2 separate regions of the Mus musculus genome follow, and region 2 is linked to region 1. A link is a contact called in public promoter capture Hi-C data. All regions are on one chromosome and are shown on one strand. Each heading gives the region's core, a stretch centred on a gene start, on an enhancer-like site or on the middle of the called end of the contact. The rest is flanking DNA. Distances are from core to core; before and after follow the strand shown. Region 1 holds the start of Gatd1 (glutamine amidotransferase like class 1 domain containing 1). Region 2 holds the start of Cdhr5 (cadherin-related family member 5).

The links. Capture Hi-C pulls out chosen DNA fragments and counts their contacts.
Region 2: a contact with region 1 is called in a promoter capture Hi-C map of liver. The contact joins the promoter of Cdhr5 here to the promoter of Gatd1 in region 1. A contact is called at or near these places in 21 of 39 promoter capture datasets (the 3T3-L1 cell line, 3T3-L1-derived adipocytes, the C10 cell line and 14 more), 1 of 15 datasets of contacts at CTCF or cohesin (pro-B cells), 11 of 484 Hi-C or Micro-C datasets (the Ba/F3 cell line, the G1E-ER4 cell line, the HL-1 cell line and 7 more), 8 of 115 datasets of contacts at active chromatin or transcription factors (the HPC-7 cell line, the SCID.adh cell line, bone marrow-derived macrophages and 5 more) and 4 of 9 other capture datasets (adipose tissue, embryonic stem cells, liver and 1 more).

What each region holds. Positions count from the first base shown.
Region 1 is chr7:141,412,420-141,416,531 of GRCm38.p6, reverse strand. Gatd1 (glutamine amidotransferase like class 1 domain containing 1) reads left to right here and starts at 2,407. Exons shown (of 8, transcript NM_172116.4): 1 at 2,407-2,530. The coding sequence starts at 2,467.
Region 2 is chr7:141,274,722-141,278,505 of GRCm38.p6, reverse strand. Cdhr5 (cadherin-related family member 5) reads left to right here and starts at 1,720. Exons shown (of 15, transcript NM_001114322.1): 1 at 1,720-1,881; 2 at 1,960-2,135; 3 at 2,468-2,518. The coding sequence starts at 1,788. Sct (secretin) reads left to right here. Exons shown (of 4, transcript NM_011328.3): 4 at 1-177. The coding sequence ends at 96.

The sequences.
Region 1 (4,112 bases), core at 1,158-3,657:
TCACAGCATGGCTTCTGGCCAACCACTGCTTGTCTGTTACATCTGCCTATCTAGTCCTGAATGCTGAACACCATATGGGTCATGGGCATTCCCATAGGCTCTGCTGGACACCAGACATTGTGCTCACTTGCAAGCATGCCACTGTGGACATAGGTCATAGAATTACTCAAGTAAGCATCCCCCAGCTATGTGACTCACATGTCTGTCAGGCGAGGTACACACAGTAGCTAGAGCTGGGTGGTGGTAGGCAGGACACGCCTTTAATCCTAGCACTCACAGGGAGATCTCTGTTAGGAGCCAGCCTGATCTACAGAGTGAGTGAGTTCCAGGACAGCCAGGGCTACACACAGAAACCCTAGCTCAGAAAAAATAAATGAACAAACAAAAACAAAAGCAAAGAAAGGTAGCTAAAAAAAGTCAGCAAGCAGTATTCCTCCATGGTCTCAATCTCTACTTCAGTTCCTGCCCTGACTTCCCTCAGGACTGGAACCTGTTAAAGAAATATCAAGTATCAGTCTTTTTTTTAAAGATTTATTTATTTATTTATTATATGTAAGTACACTGTAGCTGTCTTCAGACACCCCAGAAGAGTGCATCAGATCTCATTACGGATGGTTGTGAGCAACCATGTGGTTGCTGGGATTTGAACTCAGAACCTTTGGAAGAGCAGTCAGTGCTCTTAACTGCTGAGTCATCTCTCCAGGCCCCCCCACCCCTTTTTTAAAGACAGGATTTCTCTGGGTAGCCCTGGTTGTCCTGGAACTCCCTTTGTAGACCAGGCTGGCCTTGAACTCAGAGATCCACCTGCCCTGTCTCTGAGTGCTGGGATTAAAGGCACAGGCTACTACACCCAGCAAATATTAGTCTTTTCTATCAAAATATTATAAAACCTGTGTTTAGAATGAAGAGTCCAAGCCGGGCGTGGTGGCGCACGCCTTTAATCCCAGCACTCAGGAGGCAGAGGCAGGCAGATTTCTGAGTTCGAGGCCAGCCTGGTCTACAAAGTGAGTTCCAGGACAGCCAGGACTACACAGAGAAACCCTGTCTCAAAAACACAAAAAAAAAAAAAAAAAAAAAAGAATGAAGAATCCAAATATTTTTATCTCCTTCACCTTGTAAGACTTTTATGCAAATGTTTAATCCTTTCCACCTAGTAAAAGCTTTGTTTACCCAAAGGTGTATTTCTCTATACTAGCCTGGAACAGTGATTCTCCTTCAGTCAGGGACTGCTTTCCCCTCCTCCATTTCTTGTATGTTGAGTCTTTCCCGACTAGTTAATAAGATTGTGAGGTCGGACTCCAGTCAGTGGGCAAAAGAAACAGCCACCACCTGAGTTAAAACAAAATCAAATGCTCTTCCTGTCTTGGGGTGCTGTTCACCATTTTCTCCAGCACACTCTTCCTCAAGGGTAAAATTTGCCCTGTCTATACATTTCCCTGGAATGGTAGTCTCTTTACAAAATTATATCTAATACCTGGGCGTTGAATTCAATATAAATACTTTTCTCCACAAGACTCAAGCTTACTGCTGGCTCTGCCACTTCTGGTGCCTTAATGTTACTCTGGAGGCAGCACAAAGGTGGAACTGTGTGAGTATGTGGACACTAGCCAATCTGACCCCTTCAATTTCAGGGTTTCATGTCAATAGATGGGGATTTAATAAGGATGGCTAGTCAAGCTTGTGGCTTGTGAATCTTCAAAAGTCGCCACTCAGACAACACACAATCCTGGGCTCCAGGTTCCTTTTCCTAAGCCCCAGCAGGAGTCCCACAGAAGTAAATCGCTTTAGATACAGGTTGGCCTCCCCAATCTGGTCTTTTCCTCAGGAAACTCAACAGAACCTCCAGAGGCGTCCACAGCTCAGGAAGTGACATTCCATCCTCTATAGGAACATACAAAACTCAACCGACCCAGGTATCTTCTGGATCTTCACAAACCGGCAGAGGAAGACCCGCCCACATACGACCCAACTCTGTGCCCCTCACCCTGTCCGCCCGACCGGTCATCGCTCCCTGACACACTTAGCCAGGCTCAACTTTCGGGCAAAGGCCCAAGGCGTAGTAGCTCTGTGGTAGACTCGGACTCGGAAACATCTACCCGGCCCACTGGGTTTAATTGATGTGCCCTAGGGCCACAAGTCTGTACCGGTGGCTTCCAATCAGGAAACGACCACTCAGGGACCCAGGGCGTATCCTCCCCCGCCTCCGCCTCCAACCCCCGCCCCGCTCCGCCCCGCTCCGCCCCCGCTCAGTCCCCGCCCCTCGCATGCTTGCCACTCAACCACTACCCCATGCGCATGCGCAAACTGCCCCCATCTTCACTCAATTTCCGCGTTGTTTCTCCCACCCCACCTTGCACCCTGCCGGCGAGCCCCGCCCTTCGTGCCTCACGCATGCGCATTCCGCTCTCTGCAGGCGAGCCCCGCCCCGCCCCATCCCTCGCACAAATATCCGCCTGGGCTGTAGCCATGGCGTCCGAGCGGCTGCCAAGCAGGCCTGCGTGTCTCCTGGTGGCCAGCGGCGCTTCCGAAGGTGAGGCGCGCAGGGCAGCTGTGTAGCTCACTGGCCTGCAGTCCTGACTCTGGGCAAACGTTTGTGTTTGTGGAGTTGAGATTCTGGGACCCTGCATCTGTTTCTCTGGCGCAGGCCTACTATGTTGTCTGCGCTGGCAGACAGGGACGGTCAGCGGCTGCAGAGATGACCCTGCCCCCGAGTGAGCCGCAGGGGCTTGGTACTCTCTCTGCCCGTGTTTTCTGCCTCTCTGTTACCCCCTATCTTGGGTTTATCTTCGTGCACCTCCAGGAAGCGATCCTGAAAGAGGTTGCTCGAAAGAGCTGCATAAAAGGGACCCTCACGCAGAAGGGGTCTGTTGGCTTCATGTTCCAACTGCCCGGTGTGTGTCAGGGGCGCTGGGCAGATGATTACTTCACGGGTCCTTAGGGAACCGACTGGCCCGAGATAGTCTCTGTGGGGAGGTGGAGCCCAGGGCTGCGGCCCGGGGTTTCCCTCTGGATTCCTATAGACCTCTGCAAGTGGGTGTGAGCGCGAGGGTACGTCGGGATCTTGGACTGATGAATTTCTGGGTTCCACACTGAAGCGTCCCAGGTGAGGGTGGGAGGGGCCTGAGGGTGCTGCTCCTCCCTGGAATAGAGGTAAAAGAGAATCTACAGCAGCTCCTAGGTAGGCCTTCCTTGAGAGTCGGAAAGTGAGGGATTGAGAAGCTAAAAATTATCTTTAATCCCAGCACTCAGGAGGCAGAGGCAGATGGATCTCCAGGAGTTTGAGCCCGTCTGGAACTTATATAGCAAGTTCCAGGCTAGCAGGAGTACACAGTGAGGTCTGACTCAAAATATTAACCAAAACAAAATCCACAAGCCAAAAGCCTAGTGTCAGAGTTGGAGGCAGGAGGATAGAGAGGGCAATGGCTACATGAGATGCTGTCTTTAAAAAAATGCTAGGGGGCTGGTGAGAAGGCTCAGCGGATAAGAACACTGACTGCTCTTCCGAAGGTCCTGAGTTCAAATCCCAACAACCTCACAACCATCCTTAACAAGATCTGACTCCCTCTTCTGGAGTGTCTTAAGACCCACAGGGTGTCTTAAGACCAGGATGGGAGAGAGCAACCATTTGGTCTGAAGACAGCTACAATGTACTTATTTATAATAACAAATAAACCTTTGGACTGGAGTGAGCAGAGGTCCTAAATTCAATTCTCAACAACCAGATGAAGGCTCACAACCATCTGTACAGCTTCAGTGTGTACTCATATACATAAAGTAAATAAATAAATCTTTTAAAAAGTGCTAGGATCAAAGGTGTGCATAAAGGTGTGCATTACCACACCTGGGGGCTAGAGTCTTTTGAATTAGGCAAGCTTCGTTCCTTTTTGAAGGACTTTTTTGTTGTTGTTGGTTTTTTTGAGACAGGGTTTCTCTGTGTAGCCCTGGCTGTCCTGGAACTCACTCTGTAGACCAGGCTGGCCTTGAACTCAGAAATCTGCCTGCCTCTGCCTCTGAGTGCTGGGATTAAAGGTGTGTGCCACTTTTGATGGGCAGAAGAGGGCTGAGAATACCATGGTGGGGCAGAATCTTACCCATGTCCTGGGTGTGGGAGT
Region 2 (3,784 bases), core at 471-2,970, 140 kb after region 1:
TCCCTGGATGGGTCCCTGTCTCTCTGGCTGCCTCCTGGACCAAGGTCTGCTGTTGATCGTTCAGAGTGGACTGAAACAACCAGGCCACCCAGATGAGGGAGGAAGAGTCTCTAGGACCCTGGCTGGAGTAGGGATTGGTTGTCCTTGGCATCAATAAAAAAGGAATTTAGACCCTGGTCTTTTAGCTCATGGTGTGTGATGTCTGATAAAATGAAGGCCGCCTCTGCTCCGAGAGCCTGGAAGGCGTGGACAGATCCAGCCATCTCATTCAGTGGCTAGGACCACACCCAGCTGCCCTTTGAACCCAAGAAGCCAGCTAGGACATTTCTTATCTCTGGCATCAGCTGAACCCCTCTTTTCCCAGCTGAATTCCCTAGAGTGCCACCTTGCCCTGTGGTCCATTTAGCAAAATTTCTAGGGATCAGGGACTCCCCACCCTGGTCCAGCCATGTGGCCAGGGTAAATGAAGTGGTGAGGAGGAGGCTCAGGCGGGGTCATAGGGGTCCGCTTATGAGTGGGAGGACCTGAGTACATCCTGGCTCTAACATGTCTAGGCCTGAGGCCTGACGGTGATGTCATCTCCCAGTAGGCAGCTGTAGGACCAGTGAAGGGTTGTGAGACAGTGCTCAGTCTTTGCAGAGGCTTGGAGCCTCGGGAAGGTTTTCAGACACCTAAAGCAGCCAGCCCTGCAAAGGCCCACAGTAGTGAGAGCTGTGCAGGCCCTTTCAACAGAACACCCCCTACGACCCTCCTGATCCCACCCAGGGCCTTCTTCCTATCTCTGAGAGCTTACAGGCAAAAGGAGAGGAAGCATATCTAATGGAGGCCTGGGCTGTGTCCTCACCAGGATTCCTGTCTTCCATCAGATACTGGCTCCCCAAACCCCAGCTCCTAGCTGTGGCTGAAAGGTTCTATCTGCATCCTAACACCAACCAAGGCTCTGCCAGGCCCTACCCTGGGGGAACTGCTGTGTTTCTCATACAGCAGGAGCATACTGGGACACAGCCATTTCCCTTGGGAGTGGACGAGGGAAGGGAAGGGAGACGACATGACATAGCTCCAGGGATTTTGCTAGAGAACACTGAGGAGAAAGAGACAAGATGAGGGACACCCCAATGAGGGCTACAGTAGACCCAATGGCTCAGCCTGTTCTTGCTCCCAGCTCCCCACAGCCCTGCCCCCATTCCCCACAGCCCTGCCCCAGCTCTCCATAGCCCTGCCCCAGCTCCCCACAGCCCTGCCCCAGCTCCCCAGACCCATGGTTCCATCCCACAGGCCTGCTTCAGCCCCCAGCCCTGACTCAGCTCCCTACAGCCCTGCCCCAGTTCCCCACAGCCCTGCCCCAGCTCTCCATAGCCCTGCCCCAGCTCTCCATAGCCCTGCCCCAGCTCCCCATAGCCCTGCCCCAGCTCCCCAGACCCATGGTTCCATCCCACAGGCCTGCTTCAGCCCCCAGCCCTGACTCAGCCTCCTTAGATCTATGGCCCCAGAGCCTTGCCCTGGCTCCCCACACCTATTCTCCACTCCTCCTTGTTCTCAAGCTTCATACACCTTATGTGTAGTTCCCGTGGGTTGAGTCTCCAGCTAACTTCCTGGAAGTCCAGGCCGAAATATGACCTCATGTCCCCTGTTAGTGCCGGCCAGCGGGAGTCCCCTTGATAGAGGCCATCTGTAAAGGGTCATAAAATGAGGCGGTGCCTGGCAGGGGCGAAGGTCGCCAAGGCAGGAATTGTACCAGCCCTGGAACCAAGCAAGCTGGATCCTTCTTCCAGGTGACAGCTGCCGCCATGGGGGCTCCGGCCCTCCTGTGGCCTTCCCTGCTGTTGCCATGGCTCACAGTGCTGTTTGGCCAACCTCCGGGGACCTTGGCCCAGACCCAGGGTATGTGTCGGGCAGGGGCAGGACAGGTGGGTGGCAGAGCTCTGATGAGGAACCAACTTCTTCTTTCCAACTTTCTAGTCTGCTCTGTGAACCAGACCATATTTAGAGTCGAGGAGAACACCACTGTTTCTGAGCCACTGGTGAACATTTTTGTCCCAGACGGCCTGCACGTGACCTTGGGACCCTTGTCCACTCCTTATGCCTTTAGGATCGAAGGAAAAGATCTGTTTCTCAACGTGACTCCAGATTATGAGGTACAGTCTGTAGGCTGGATGGAATGTGCCTTCATGGAGACATACATGGGCGGGCCTCCTAACCTGGGGAAGATTCAGGGAAGGAGGGGCTGAGGGTTCTCTATCCCCCTGAGTGAGGAACCCTTCAGGCCCTGTGGTCGGTTGGTTGGTACTGAGGGGGAGGGCCGTAGGGGACAAAGCTGCCAAATGCCCCCCCCCACACACCCAGGATTTCCCACAGATGACTGGGGCGCTGGAGCGGTACCTGCTCTCCTAGCCGTACTCTCCCGTTCTAGAGCAGCATAGCTCCTTATGTGGCAAGTGACTCATAGGGCCCCTGGCTTCATCCTTAGGAAAACTCATTGCTCCAGGCAGATGTGGAGTGTAAGAGAGGAGATGCGGTGGTAAGTTAACCCCAGTACCTGATCACCTCTGCCTTCTGTCAGAGTACCCCAAGGCCATTCCCCCATGACCTCAGCTCTCTCCTGGCCACTCCCACGCTTGCTTCTTTCAGCCTAGACTTCCCTGAGCTCCAGACTCAAAGTCAGCTAACTTAGAGCTGTGGATTAAGTCAATACCCTGAGGCCCTAAGTCTGCCTCTCATCCCTCACCTGCCAGCCACTTAGGCCCCTTTTGAGGTCACCCCACCCCAGGTACATTGTTGGGATTGTCGGTTGTGCCTCAGTTAGAGTCAGCCCTACTCTTCCTACCTCTAGTCCCACGGGGCCTTGGGCAGCAGGTCTCCTTTCTGACCCTGCCGCAGATCCATTTGCTCTCCGTGCCCTTGGTCCTTCTCTATTCCTTCCCCCACATAGTGAATCCCTAGAGAGTCATAACCACAACCCCAGACAGCCTCACACAGAAACTTCTACGTTTCTTACCGGACTCCAAAGCTAAATGCACAGGTGGGTGGGTGAGGCAGGCTAGGGCATGCAGACACTGATCTGGTATGCAAATTCATTTTGATGCTTAACCCTCCTACGTTATGCTGCCCCGCTACCCTATCCCATACATCGTATCCCTCAGCCTCCACCACAAGCCTTTTACTAAAGGAAGCTCGAAGAAATAACAGGCCCCACATAATTTCTGCTTCACCATGAGCAACTCTCACACCCTGCACTCCTACCTGGCTCCATGACATGTTACCACACACATCTTGGGCCACGTCTCTAATAGGTAGTAATATTAAAAAAACAAAACAAGACAAAACTTATTTTTTTTTTTTGGTATAGTTCAGTGGTAGAGTATCTGCCTAGTATGATTTGAAGCCCTGGGCTCCACCTTCAACACATGAATATAATTCACACACATACACAGACATACAGATACACAGAGAGACAGAGACAGAAACAGGAAGACAGAGAGAGGCATGGACTTGGTATCTGTCACACCTGAGAAGAACAGCTTTCTCTCTGTCCTCCAGCACCTGGCTGTGTTCGTTTCTCCCTGGGTCTCAGGAAGGGTTCTCTCATGGAATAAAGCTGTTTGGTTTTAACCTAAAGGCCCCTTTCTCTGATCTTCTCTTGGAGACCTGTTTCTGAAGCCGCGAGAGGCTGTTTTTCTCCCTTCGATGCGTTGCTGGTTGTGGCCCTGGGATTGTCATCATTTCTCTTCAGCCCACCCACCACACACATGTGGCCACACTCTAAAACTTGTTTTTACAGTCTACG